Linked DNA regions of Mus musculus: region 1 is linked to region 2. The links are chromatin contacts, called in public Hi-C maps. All regions are on one chromosome and are shown on one strand. Each heading gives the region's core, a stretch centred on a gene start, on an enhancer-like site or on the middle of the called end of the contact. The rest is flanking DNA. Distances are from core to core; before and after follow the strand shown.

Region 1 (5,430 bases), core at 2,869-5,368, 92 kb before region 2:
CCTTTGTACCTTCAAAACAAGTACCACCTGGGTGACACACATTCCCAAGTCCAGCTGTATCATGAGTTACAACCTTGGCTATCTCTGGAACACTGCTTCTTTGTGTTCTCAGAAAACACATCCCAGAAGATTTTACCTCAGTGATGCTGGTTTCTTCTTAATCACTACTAATTTCTTAGCTCCAGCTATTCAGCATCATTTGTCCCAGTAGTCCTTTCTATTCTTGATTCTAAAGCCAGAGCCACATGGCTGAAGCTGCCAAGTTCTGCTTTCTAGGGCTGGAACATGGCTGCTCTTATTCTGTTACCATCTTTCTGTTTTCTGACTCCCTCACTGCCTAAGTTTGGCTGTCTGGGTCTGCAGATTTACCTTGAATTGAGATATCTACATGGCTGTCTCCTAAATGTTGGGATTAAAGGCATGTACCACCACGCCTAGACTTACGTACTTCTTCACCTAGAACTTGCTCTGTCCCAGGCTGGTCTTGAATTGAGAAATCTACTTGACTTTGTCTCCTAGGATTAGAAGTATATACCACCATTCCTGGGCCTAAGCTCTTCACGGCTACTGTTGCTCAAGATCCTGATCAAAAGCCTGGGTCTTCCAGCCTCAAGATCTGGGTCACACGTGTACCCTGCATTTCTGGCTTGTAGTTTATTCCAGATTAAAAGTCCAAACTATTCCTTGTTCAGCTGTAAACACAAACAGTAAGCTTGGCTGGGTGGGATCTTTTCCTGAGATCACTGTTCCCTTAATCTCTTTATCTCCTTGAACATAGGCCTCTTCCCATGGGCCAAGACTACTCAAACCAGCACATTATATGAATCACTTTCAACAATATAATCATTTTCATGATGTTCTTTTCCATCTCTTACTTCTATTGTCATTTTCAAATAGGGATAATTTCACTTCTGCCTTTCCTATTTATATCGCTTTGATATCTTTCTTTTGTCTAATTGTGCTAAGACTTTGGACTCTGTATTAGTAAGAGGGGAGAGACTGGGCACTTGTGACTCACACAAATTCTAGCGTTATTTCCCTACTAGGCAATGGTTAGTTGCATGTCTCGCACACATGCCCTGTGTTGCAGTGAGTCAGGCCCCTCCTCCTCATTTCTTTGGGGCTTTGATCATGAAGGGATGCTGATCTTGTAGAAGGACTTTTGTGCACCACTAGGGTCAGCATTTGAAGCTTTCCTGCTGCATCTCCTTCTACAAGTTTTATAGATTCAGGTTTTGTTATTTTTGAATCTGCTCTGTCTCTCATTTTTAAAAACAAAAGCAAGACATTAACAACAACAACAACAAACTTTAAAAACCCAATAAGAAAAATGCCAAAACAAAATAAAACAACATAGAGTCTGCTTTGGGTTGACCTAGTCCTCCTGGGTATGGGTATGGGTATGTCCTAGAATGTGATTGATAGTCTGGTTTAACTGTCCAAGACTGATGCGTCTCTTTGGGACCCTATGTGACTCTAAATGACTCTGAAAGTTGTTCTTTTTATAGCTGGAAGTTGGTATTGGGCTGTTGACAGTGACTGCATTGATTCCATAGATTGCGTTGGGCGTATGGGCATTTTATCAATATTAAATCCAAGTCTGTGAATATAGATCTCTTTCCTATGTTTCAAGCATCCAAGTCTTTCTCCTCCTTAAACATATTCCTAAGTACTTTAGTCTTTTTAATTTTTAATTTTTAAATTTTATTTTTTATTAAAGATTTACTTTAATCGTGTGTATATACACATGCATGCAGGTGCCTGCAGGGCCCCAAATCTTCAGATTCCCTGGATCTGGACTTAGAAATGGTTTCGAGTTGCCTGATGTGGGTGCTGAGAACTGAACTCCCTGGAAGAGCTTCACACGCTCTTAGCTGCTGGCCCATTTCTCTAGCCCCTTCTTGGTGTTTTCCTAACTTCATTTTCATCATTAGTGTACAGAAATACAACTGAATTGTATTTGGATCTTATCTTTTGTAACTTCATCTTATCTTTTGCAGCTTTAAAAATAATCTATATTTTAGTTCTAACAGGATGTGTGTGTATGGTCTTTAGAGTTTTCTACAATTAAATCATGGTGTCTACAACAATCTGGAATGCAGTTGATTTACCCAGTGACATTCCATTGGAGAAATCTGATTTTTTTAACTCCTAGGAGGAACCAATTTGCAAACAGCTTCTGGGTTAGGTGTGGTTAGGTTAGAGTGCACCTCCCTTCTCAATGTCCGGATGTTTATCTGGTTTGAACCTGTGCAGGTCTTACTTGTGTTCCACAGCCTGGGATGTGATTGACATACCCAGCGACATTCCTACAAACACATTCTTTTTTTCCAATGAAGATGGTTATTTTCTCTGACTAGAACTTCCATGTTGAACAGAGGTGGCCAGAGCGAGCGTGCATACCTCTCTGGTTATTGATCATAAAATGAAGACATTCAGGTATTTTTCTCTAGGATGTTCACTGTGCACTTTTCAACGGTCCTTCCAATGTTGCCAAGGTCAGCTTGCCTGCGTTTGTTGAGTTGTGAATGGCACTTACCAGTGACATTGGCCAAAGGTGGTTTGTTTTTGTTTGGTAGCATCTTTGGCTTTGGTGTTGGGGTCATGCTGACATCATAGAATGAACCTTAGAGCGTTCCTTCCTCTACAACTTGAAAGGAGAAATTTAAATGTAGTAGAGGGGCTGGAGAGATGGCTTTGTGGTTAGCCACATAGGCTGCTCTGCCAAAGGACCCAAGTTCAGTTTCCAGGACCAGCACAGTGGCTTAACCCACTCACAACTCCAGTTTCAGAGGATCAGATGCCCTTCACTGGCCTCCCTGGGCTCAAGTATGCATGTCATGCAAGCTCATATATGCACATAAAAATAAAAAATAAATAAACTAAAAAATAATAAACCTGTCAGAATTCACCAGACAAGACATCTGCTTCTGGGTTTTTGTTGCTGTTGTGGGTGTTTTATTACCAATTCAACCTCTTTATTAATTATAGACCTGTTCAGATATTTTATTTCTTTCTGGTTCTGTCTTAGAAAACTGCATCTGTTGAAATTCCCCCTTTTCTCCTGAAGTTATCTAGCACTGGTGTAAACTACTTATAGAATGTTTTTACAATTTTTTTTTCTGTGGTATTGGCTACACCACCTCCACTTTCATATGAGGCTTTGGTTATTAGAGTGTGTGCTCTTTTTATCTTACTTAGTCTAGCAAAAGTCTAGCCAGCTTTCCCTTTCCAGAACCTCTTAGCTCTGTTGACTTGTTCCTGGTGATTGTCAATTTTGTATTACTTCTATTCTTTTTCTTTTGTCTTTTTTTTTCTTTTTCTTTATTTTATGTATGAGTACACTGTCACTGTCTTCAGACACACCAGAAGAGGGCATCTGATCTCATTACAGATGGTTGTGAGCCACCATGTGGTTGTTGAGAATTGAACTCAGGACCTCCTTAAGAGTAGTCAGTGCTCAGCTGGGCAGTGGTGGTGCACGCCTTTAATCCCAGCATTTGGGAGGTAGACACAGGCGGATTTCTGAGTTCGAGGCCAGCCTGGTCTACTGAGTGAGTTCCAGGACAGCCAGGGCTACACAGAGAAACCCTGTCTCGGGGGTGGGGGGAGGGAAGAGTAGTCAGTGCTCATAACCACTGAGTCATCTCTTCAGCCCCATACCCATATTTCTTCTGGAGTCATTATTTCCTTCCAAGACCCCTCTTCCTTGGCTGATCATTCTAGCATGTTGAGTGTACAGTCTGTGGTAAGTCTGTGGTACCAGCCCACACCATTGTAGTCGTTCCTTAGCATTGTTTGTGCTATACTACATTAGTCTGATCTGTATTTCTATTCATCTTGAGGTTAGTTTTGTAGTTTCCCTTTTGACTTCCTCTTTCACCCAATCATTTCCACACCTCCAGGAGCTTGCTAGTTTCTTTCCGTTGATTTCTAGTTGTATCCTGTTTTGTTTAAAATATGTACTTGGTAGGATCTCTGTCTTCTAAGGTTGGTTGAAACTTGTTCTGTGACCTAACCTGTGATGTTGAATAGAGTGGCCAGGGTGATTATGCTCATCTTGTCCTGGTGATGAAGGGGAAGTACCTTAGTGTCCTTCCCGTGACTGTGATAACACCATGACCACAAGCAGTCTGGGGAGGAAAGGGTTCATTTGGCTCACAGGTTACAGTCCATCCTCAGGAGAAGCTGAGACAATGGAGAGGTGCTAAGCAATCCAACCCGCTCCTCTCCCAGGAAGAATCTCTGGGCTACAGTCTCCTTGTTGTATGGAGCCAGAGCTGCGCTGAGGGTAGTGACTATGGTCACAGAATATCGTGACTTTTCCTACTACTTCTCTATAAGTGGTTCTGCACTTGTTCAGGGTGCAGGAGTCTCTCACCTAGTTTCGAACTTCTCATGAAAAGAAAACTGTGTATTTAGCATTGTTGGAAGTGTATATCCAAGAGAGGAAGAATTCTGGTCTTTCTTTTCCACTGTCTTGCTGACATCCTTTGTCTGATTAATTTCAATGTAATGATTTGGGACAGCAGGTTAGATACGAACTTGGAACCTTGTTTGGCCACTGCCTTGCTGTGAGATGTTAGGCAGATCCAAAGCTCCACACTCGGGCTAGAGACATACTTTGAGTAGTTGCTGCTCTTGTAGGGGATCCGGATTCAGTAGCCATCACCCACATGACATCTTACAACTATCTGTAACTCCGGTGCCAGGGAATCCAAAGCCCTTTCTGGCTTCTGAAGGTACCAGGGCTTTCCTGATACACACATATACATGCAGGCAAACATTCATGCACATAAATATAAATCTTTTAAAAAGGCTTTGTGCTTAATTTTAATTTGTATCAGATGCTGTGCTGGCTAGTTTTATGTCAAGTTGACACAAGCTAGAATCATTTGCAAAGAGGAACCCTCAACTGAGAAAATGTCCCCACCAGACTGGCCTGCGGGCAAGCCTGTGTTACATTTTCTTAGTTGGTGAAAGATATGGAATGACTCAGTCCATTGTGCGTGGTGCCATCCCTGGGCTGGTCCCAGGTATGTATAAGAAAGCAGGCCGAGCCCTGAGAAGTAAACCAGAAAGCAGCTTCTACCATGACTTCTGCATCAGTTTCTGCCTCCAGGCCCTGCCCTGACTTCCCTCAGCGATGAACTGTTACCTGGAAGCATAAGCTGAAGTAACTCATTTCCTTCACAGGTTGCTTTCGGTCATAGCAATAAACACCGTATGGCAGCTGGTATTTATCAGATTGGCCATTCCACAGGGCGTCTCTGAATCCATGATGAGAAAAACCCTTTAAGGAATTTACACCGGGACCTCATCCATCCTGAGCCCAACTCCAGTTCCAGAGGCTCTGATGCACTCTTCTGACTTAAGGGCAACAAGCACATGCAGCATACATACATACATACACATACATGTACACACATG
Region 2 (5,475 bases), core at 1,980-4,479:
GGCCCCAAGGGCTGGCCAATCGGAGCTAAGAGCCGCCCAGGTGAAACAGCAATAACTTGGGGTTCTCCATAGGAAATAGATTCTAACAGCGTGGAGGGCAGGCAGCTGCCCAGCTCTTGTGTTAAGGCTTATTGTAAAGAGAAAGGCTGAGAGTGTGTTTTTTTTTAATCTGGGAATTCAATAATCAAAAATGGGGTAGAAACCCCTGGCCGAGACTTAAACACTGAGGCGTCCTTCCTGCCCTAATGTTCAGTGTCTTTTTGCTTCCTTTTCTTTTCTCTTTTCTATTTTTCCCTTTCTTTCCTTTTCTTTTTACTGTCTTGTCCTATCCTGTCCTGTCCTTCCTTCCCTCCCTCCTTCCGTCTTTGGAGATAAAAATTAACCTGTGTAGCCCTTGGTGTCCTGGCCTCAAACTCAGAAGTCCACCTGCCTCTGCCTCTGCCCCCCAAGTGCTGGGACAAAAGGAATGCGCTACCACCAGCCGGCTTAATTTTTAATTTTTGAGGGTTTTTGTTTTTGTTTTTTTTATTTTGGTTTTGGGGGTTTGGAGCCAGAGTTTCTCTATGTAGCCCTGGCTGTCCTAGAACTCACTCACAACAGGCTGGTGTTGAACTCAAGAGATTCGTTTGCATCTGCCTCCCAAATGCTGGGATTAAAGGTGAGTGTCCCCACTATCCAGCTTGATTTCCAGTTTCTAAGAGGTGTCTTCTCAAGAATAAATATTTTCAATTTTGATGGTGGATATTTTTCTTTGCAATACTGGCTCTATGACTAAACCATGTTCCCATTTTCTGAGGTAAGACCCCTCGCAGCCCAGGCAGCCTTCAGTCTGATCCTCCTAAGCTGGGATTAAAGCTGTGCATGCCAGGATGTGTCTAATAACTGATTTCTTCAGTTGCTTGTTCTTGGTGCTGTGCCTAAGAAGCTTGTACTTAATCCAACATCAGGAAAACAGCACTCCTATATTTTTCTCCAAGTATTTTCTAATTTAACCCCAACTGTTGGGCAGATCTGTGATCCATTTTGAATATTTACGGGGTGAGGAGGCTCTAATTTCATAAGCTTGAGCTGACCAGAGCTATTTGTCCAAAAGACTATTTTCTTTTAACTTTTGCTGTAGATATTTTGTTTGTTTGTTTGTTTGTTTGTTTGGAAACAAGGTTTCTCTGTGTAGCCCTGGCTGTCCTGGAACTCACTCCGTAGACCAGGCTGGCCTCGAACTCAGAAATTCACCTGCCTCTGCCTCCCGAGTGCTGGGATTAAAGGCGTGCACCACCACGCCCGGCGCTGTGGACATTTTTAATCCCAATCCAGGGTTTCTACCCCGCTTTTGACCAGTTATTTCCTGATAAAAGATATACACAACCTTAGACTCAACAACTTTTTATTGAATTTTTGTGATTTTCCCATCATGCACCCCAACCCCACTCATCTCCCGGTCCCTGTGTATCTGTCCCCTGCCCTTATAATAAATAGGGAAATAAAATAAAATAGAATAAACAAACCTTGTCGTGGACGCTGCAGTGTGCCACAGTGTCACATGGTACATACGTCTGTCCACACTTCTTGTATGTGTTCACTGCAGAGTCACTGCAGAGTCACTGGTCTCTTTTGAGGCCTCTGGCTTCTGCTATACCTTAACACTGTCAAGTCTCGAATTGAGGGTCCAGAAATAAGCATCTGAATTGATAGCCTATTTATTTATTTATTTATTTATTTATTTATACAGCGCATGAACCCCTCGGCTTCGCTTGCTCTCCCATCTCTCCATCACACTTTCATCCATCCCAGTGGCACCGGCAGCAGGGTGTCACTGTCCTGGCTTCCACGGACTATTATTTTTAAAGTTTTCATTAGCAATATTAATTATATGTAATAATGGGTTTAATTATAACACTTTCATGGTGCATATAATGTATTTTTATCATGTTTACCTCTATTAACGCTTCTTTTTAAACAGGAAAGATTAAAAATAACAGAAAATCAATTTACCAGTTCAGAATATTGCTTACTCAACGTTCCACCTGGAACCTTGGATCCTGGCTCCATCTGAAGTACTTAAATAAATAAATAAATAAATAAATAAATAGGCTATCAATTCAGATGTTTATTTCTGGACCCTCAATTGTATATAAGTGTCCTTTTGCCACCTGTTCTTTTTGTCATTGTTTCAGGATTTTTTTTTCGGGGGGGGGGGAGTTGTTTATTATTGTCGATTTGGTATTTGTTTTTGTGTTTTGTTTTTTGTTGTTTGATTGGGGTTTGTTTTGTGTGTGTGTGTGTTGTTTCATTTTTGAGACAAGGTTTCACTCTGTAGTCCTGGCTGACCTGAAATTTACCATATAGAGGATCACCACTCCTATCTGCCTACCTTTTTTTTTTTTTTTTGAGATTGGGTCTCATTACTAGTTCTGGCTGAGGCTGTCCTGGAACCTGTTGTATAAACCAAACTAGGCTTGATTTCTTGGAGATCTGCCTGTCTCTTCTCTATCTACTTCTACTTAAAGCATTAGGTAACCCAGAGGCTCCACTTGAAGTCTGTGTTTTTAATCACACTCTGTTTAGATTTTGAGACAGGGTCCTTCTCTGAGCCTCTGACTTCTATCTGGAAGGATCCTTTTGTGTGTCTACCCTCCTCCATCAAATCCTGGGGCTGTAGGCTCATACCAAGGTGCCTGCCTTTCTACATGGATGCAAGGACCCTAACTTAGGTCCTTATTCCTATGCATCAAGTGCTTTACTAAGCCATCTTCACAGCCCTTACTGTACTCTCCTTTCTTTTTTTTTTTTTAAGATTTATTTATTTATTATTTACATGAGTACACTGTGGCTGTCTTCAGAAACACCAGACGAGGACATCAGATCCCAGATGGTTGAAAGCCACCATGTGGTTGCTAGGAATTGAACTAAGGACCTCTGGAAGATCAGTCAGCGCTCCTAACCGCTGAGCCATCTCTCTAGCCCCTTACTGTACTCTTTTTTTTTTTTTTTTAAGATTTATTATTATACATAAGTACACTGTAGCTGTTTTCAGATGCACCAGGAGAGGGCGTCAGATCTGTACTCTTAAAAAACAAACAAACAAAAAAAACCCTTTCCTTTTCCTGGATTTCATCCTCCCTTATCCAGTCAATTCATTGTTAAAGCCAGGGTGGGAAGTGGGAGGGTATTTGAGTTCTAGTGACTTGCCCAATAGGAAATGAAGCATCCAGAGTTAGTTCTTTCTAGAAATTGCTGGGAGTGGGCGCCACCTGGTGGCCAAGTCTATGTAATGAGGCAAATGCTTAGGGCTGCTGGACTGAAGTAATTTACAAAGTATCAAAACTGTTCAGTCAGTACACAGCTTGGTTTTTATTTTTTAGATATTTTCATTAGCATATAGTGACTATACAAAACAATGGGCTTTGGTGGAGCATGTGGCTCACACCTGCCATGTCAGTACTCAGAAAGCTGAGGCAAGAGATGGCTGCAAGTTCAAGTTCAGCCTTGGGGAATCCTGCAGAAGATGGAGAAGAAGGATTATAGGAGCCAGAGAGGTCAAGGACATCAGGAAAAACCTACGGAATCAACTAACCAGGGCCCAAAGGGGCTCTCAGAGACTGGCATGACAACCAGGGAGCCTGCATGGGACTGACCTAGGCCTCTGCACATGTGTAACAGTTGTGCATCTTGGTCTTCATAGGACACTGCTAACAGCAGGGGCAGGTGCTTTCTCTGACTCTACTGCCTAACTTTGGGACCCTTTCCTCCTACTGGGCTGCCTCTCTAGCCTCAATAGGAGAAGATGCACCTCATCTTATTGCAACTTGCTATGCCAGGCTAGTTGATATCAATGGGATGGGGAAGGGGGAAGGACTTGGAGGAGAGGCAACAGTAACCAGAGATTGGAGCACCCACCCAACAAAGACTAGACCAGAGATCGACATCAGGAAATACCTGAAATATCCTAACTCCAGATGCCTAGATCCCAGCGTGAAACCAGGAACATGAAAAGCCAACACAATATGCCTTCACCAAAAGCCAGTAACCCTATTCCAACAGGCCTTAAGAAAAGCACAAGACGGGGGCTGGCGAGATGGCTCAGTGGTTAAGAGCACCGACTGCTCTTCTGAAGGTCCTGAGTTCAAATCCCAGCAACCACGGTGGCTCACAACCATCTGTAACAAGATCTGACTCCCTCTTCTGGAGTGTCTGAGGACCGCTACAGTGAACTTACATATAATAAATAAATCTAAAAAAAGAAATGGCTTTTCTTATTAAAAAAAAAAAAAAAAAGAAAAGCACAAGACAAGGACTTCAAAATAGCAATCATGAATATGTTCAAGGACCTTAAGAGGAATAGATCCCTAGTGAAGTCTCTGAAAAGACAGTTGAATGAAATAAAACAATTCAAGACATAAAAGTTGAATTTAACGAAAAAAAAAAATAGAATCACTAAAGAAAACTGAAACCAGGGCTGGTGAGATGGCTCAGCAAGCCAGTAAGAGCACTGACTGCTTTTCAGAAGGTCCTGAGTTCAAATCCCAGCAACCACATGGTGGCTTACAACCACCCGTAATGAGATCCGATGCCCTCTTCTGATGCATCTGAAGACAGCTACAGTGTACTTATTTATAATAATAAATCTTTGGGACAGAGCAAATGGGGTTGACCAGAGTGAGCAGAGCTCCTAAATTCACTTCCCAACAACCACATGAAGGCTCACAACCATGTACAGTTACAGTATACTCATATACATAAATAAATAATCTTTAAAAAAAAGAAAAGAAAACTGAAACCAAAATAAAACTAGAAATGAAAGATTTAGGAAGTCAAACAAAATGCTCACGAGTAAATCTCACCAATGGACTATAAGATGGAGAGGCCAGGTATAGTAGTGTGTACCTTTAATCCCAGCATTCAGTAGGCAGAGGCAGGTAACTCTCTCTAAACTATAAGCCAGCCTAGTCTACATATGCAGTTCCAGGACAGCCAGGAGCAACATGGAGAAACCCTGTCTCAACAAACAAACAAACAAACAAACAAACAAACGAATTAAATGAGAACACAGCATTTCAAACCTCCCGGGACATAGTGAAGGTGGTCCTAAGAGGTAAACTCATATAGGACTACACCAAAAAAATGAGACAGAGAGCATACTGGTAACTTAGTGACATAGCAGAGAGCTCTTGAACAAGAGATATGCTCAAAAAGAGTAGATGACAATAAATAAACTGGGGCCAAAACCAATGAAATAGAAAGAAGCAAAAAATACAAAACAACACAAAGAGTCAGTGAAACAAAGATTTGGTTTCTTGAGAAGATCAGTAGGACTGACAAACCTTTACTCAAAAGACAGAAGGAGCTGGGAGGTGATGGCGCATGCCTCCTATCTCAGCACCCAGGAGACAGAGGCAGCTGGATCTCTGAGGTCAAGGGCCAGCTTGATCTTACAGAGTGAGTTGTAGGGCACAAGACTCAAATTAATTGAGGTGA

What was found. A called contact is a pair of places that touch in the nucleus more often than the background predicts.
Region 1: a Hi-C map of bone marrow-derived macrophages shows a contact between it and region 2, with 38 read pairs. The contact joins two enhancer-like sites. A contact is called at or near these places in 7 of 39 promoter capture datasets (HPC-7-derived erythroid cells, epiblast stem cells, hematopoietic stem and progenitor cells and 4 more), 4 of 15 datasets of contacts at CTCF or cohesin (CD8 T cells, the NIH/3T3 cell line, large pre-B cells and 1 more), 8 of 484 Hi-C or Micro-C datasets (the Ba/F3 cell line, the CH12 cell line, the G1E-ER4 cell line and 5 more), 5 of 115 datasets of contacts at active chromatin or transcription factors (CD8 T cells, bone marrow-derived macrophages, embryonic stem cells and 1 more) and 4 of 9 other capture datasets (adipose tissue, embryonic stem cells, liver and 1 more).

The regions. Positions count from the first base shown.
Region 1 is chr14:57,771,054-57,776,483 of GRCm38.p6, reverse strand. No RefSeq gene overlaps it. Among named protein-coding and RNA genes, the nearest start is that of Sap18, 24 kb to the left of the region's middle. Within about 2 kb of position 4,118, at least 78 of the 459 cell types and tissues checked have an H3K27ac peak or open chromatin away from gene starts, as enhancers often do. A contact at or near this core is called in bone marrow-derived macrophages, where this site is marked.
Region 2 is chr14:57,677,890-57,683,364 of GRCm38.p6, reverse strand. No RefSeq gene overlaps it. Among named protein-coding and RNA genes, the nearest start is that of Xpo4, 15 kb to the right of the region's middle. Within about 2 kb of position 3,229, at least 12 of the 459 cell types and tissues checked have an H3K27ac peak or open chromatin away from gene starts, as enhancers often do. A contact at or near this core is called in bone marrow-derived macrophages, where this site is marked.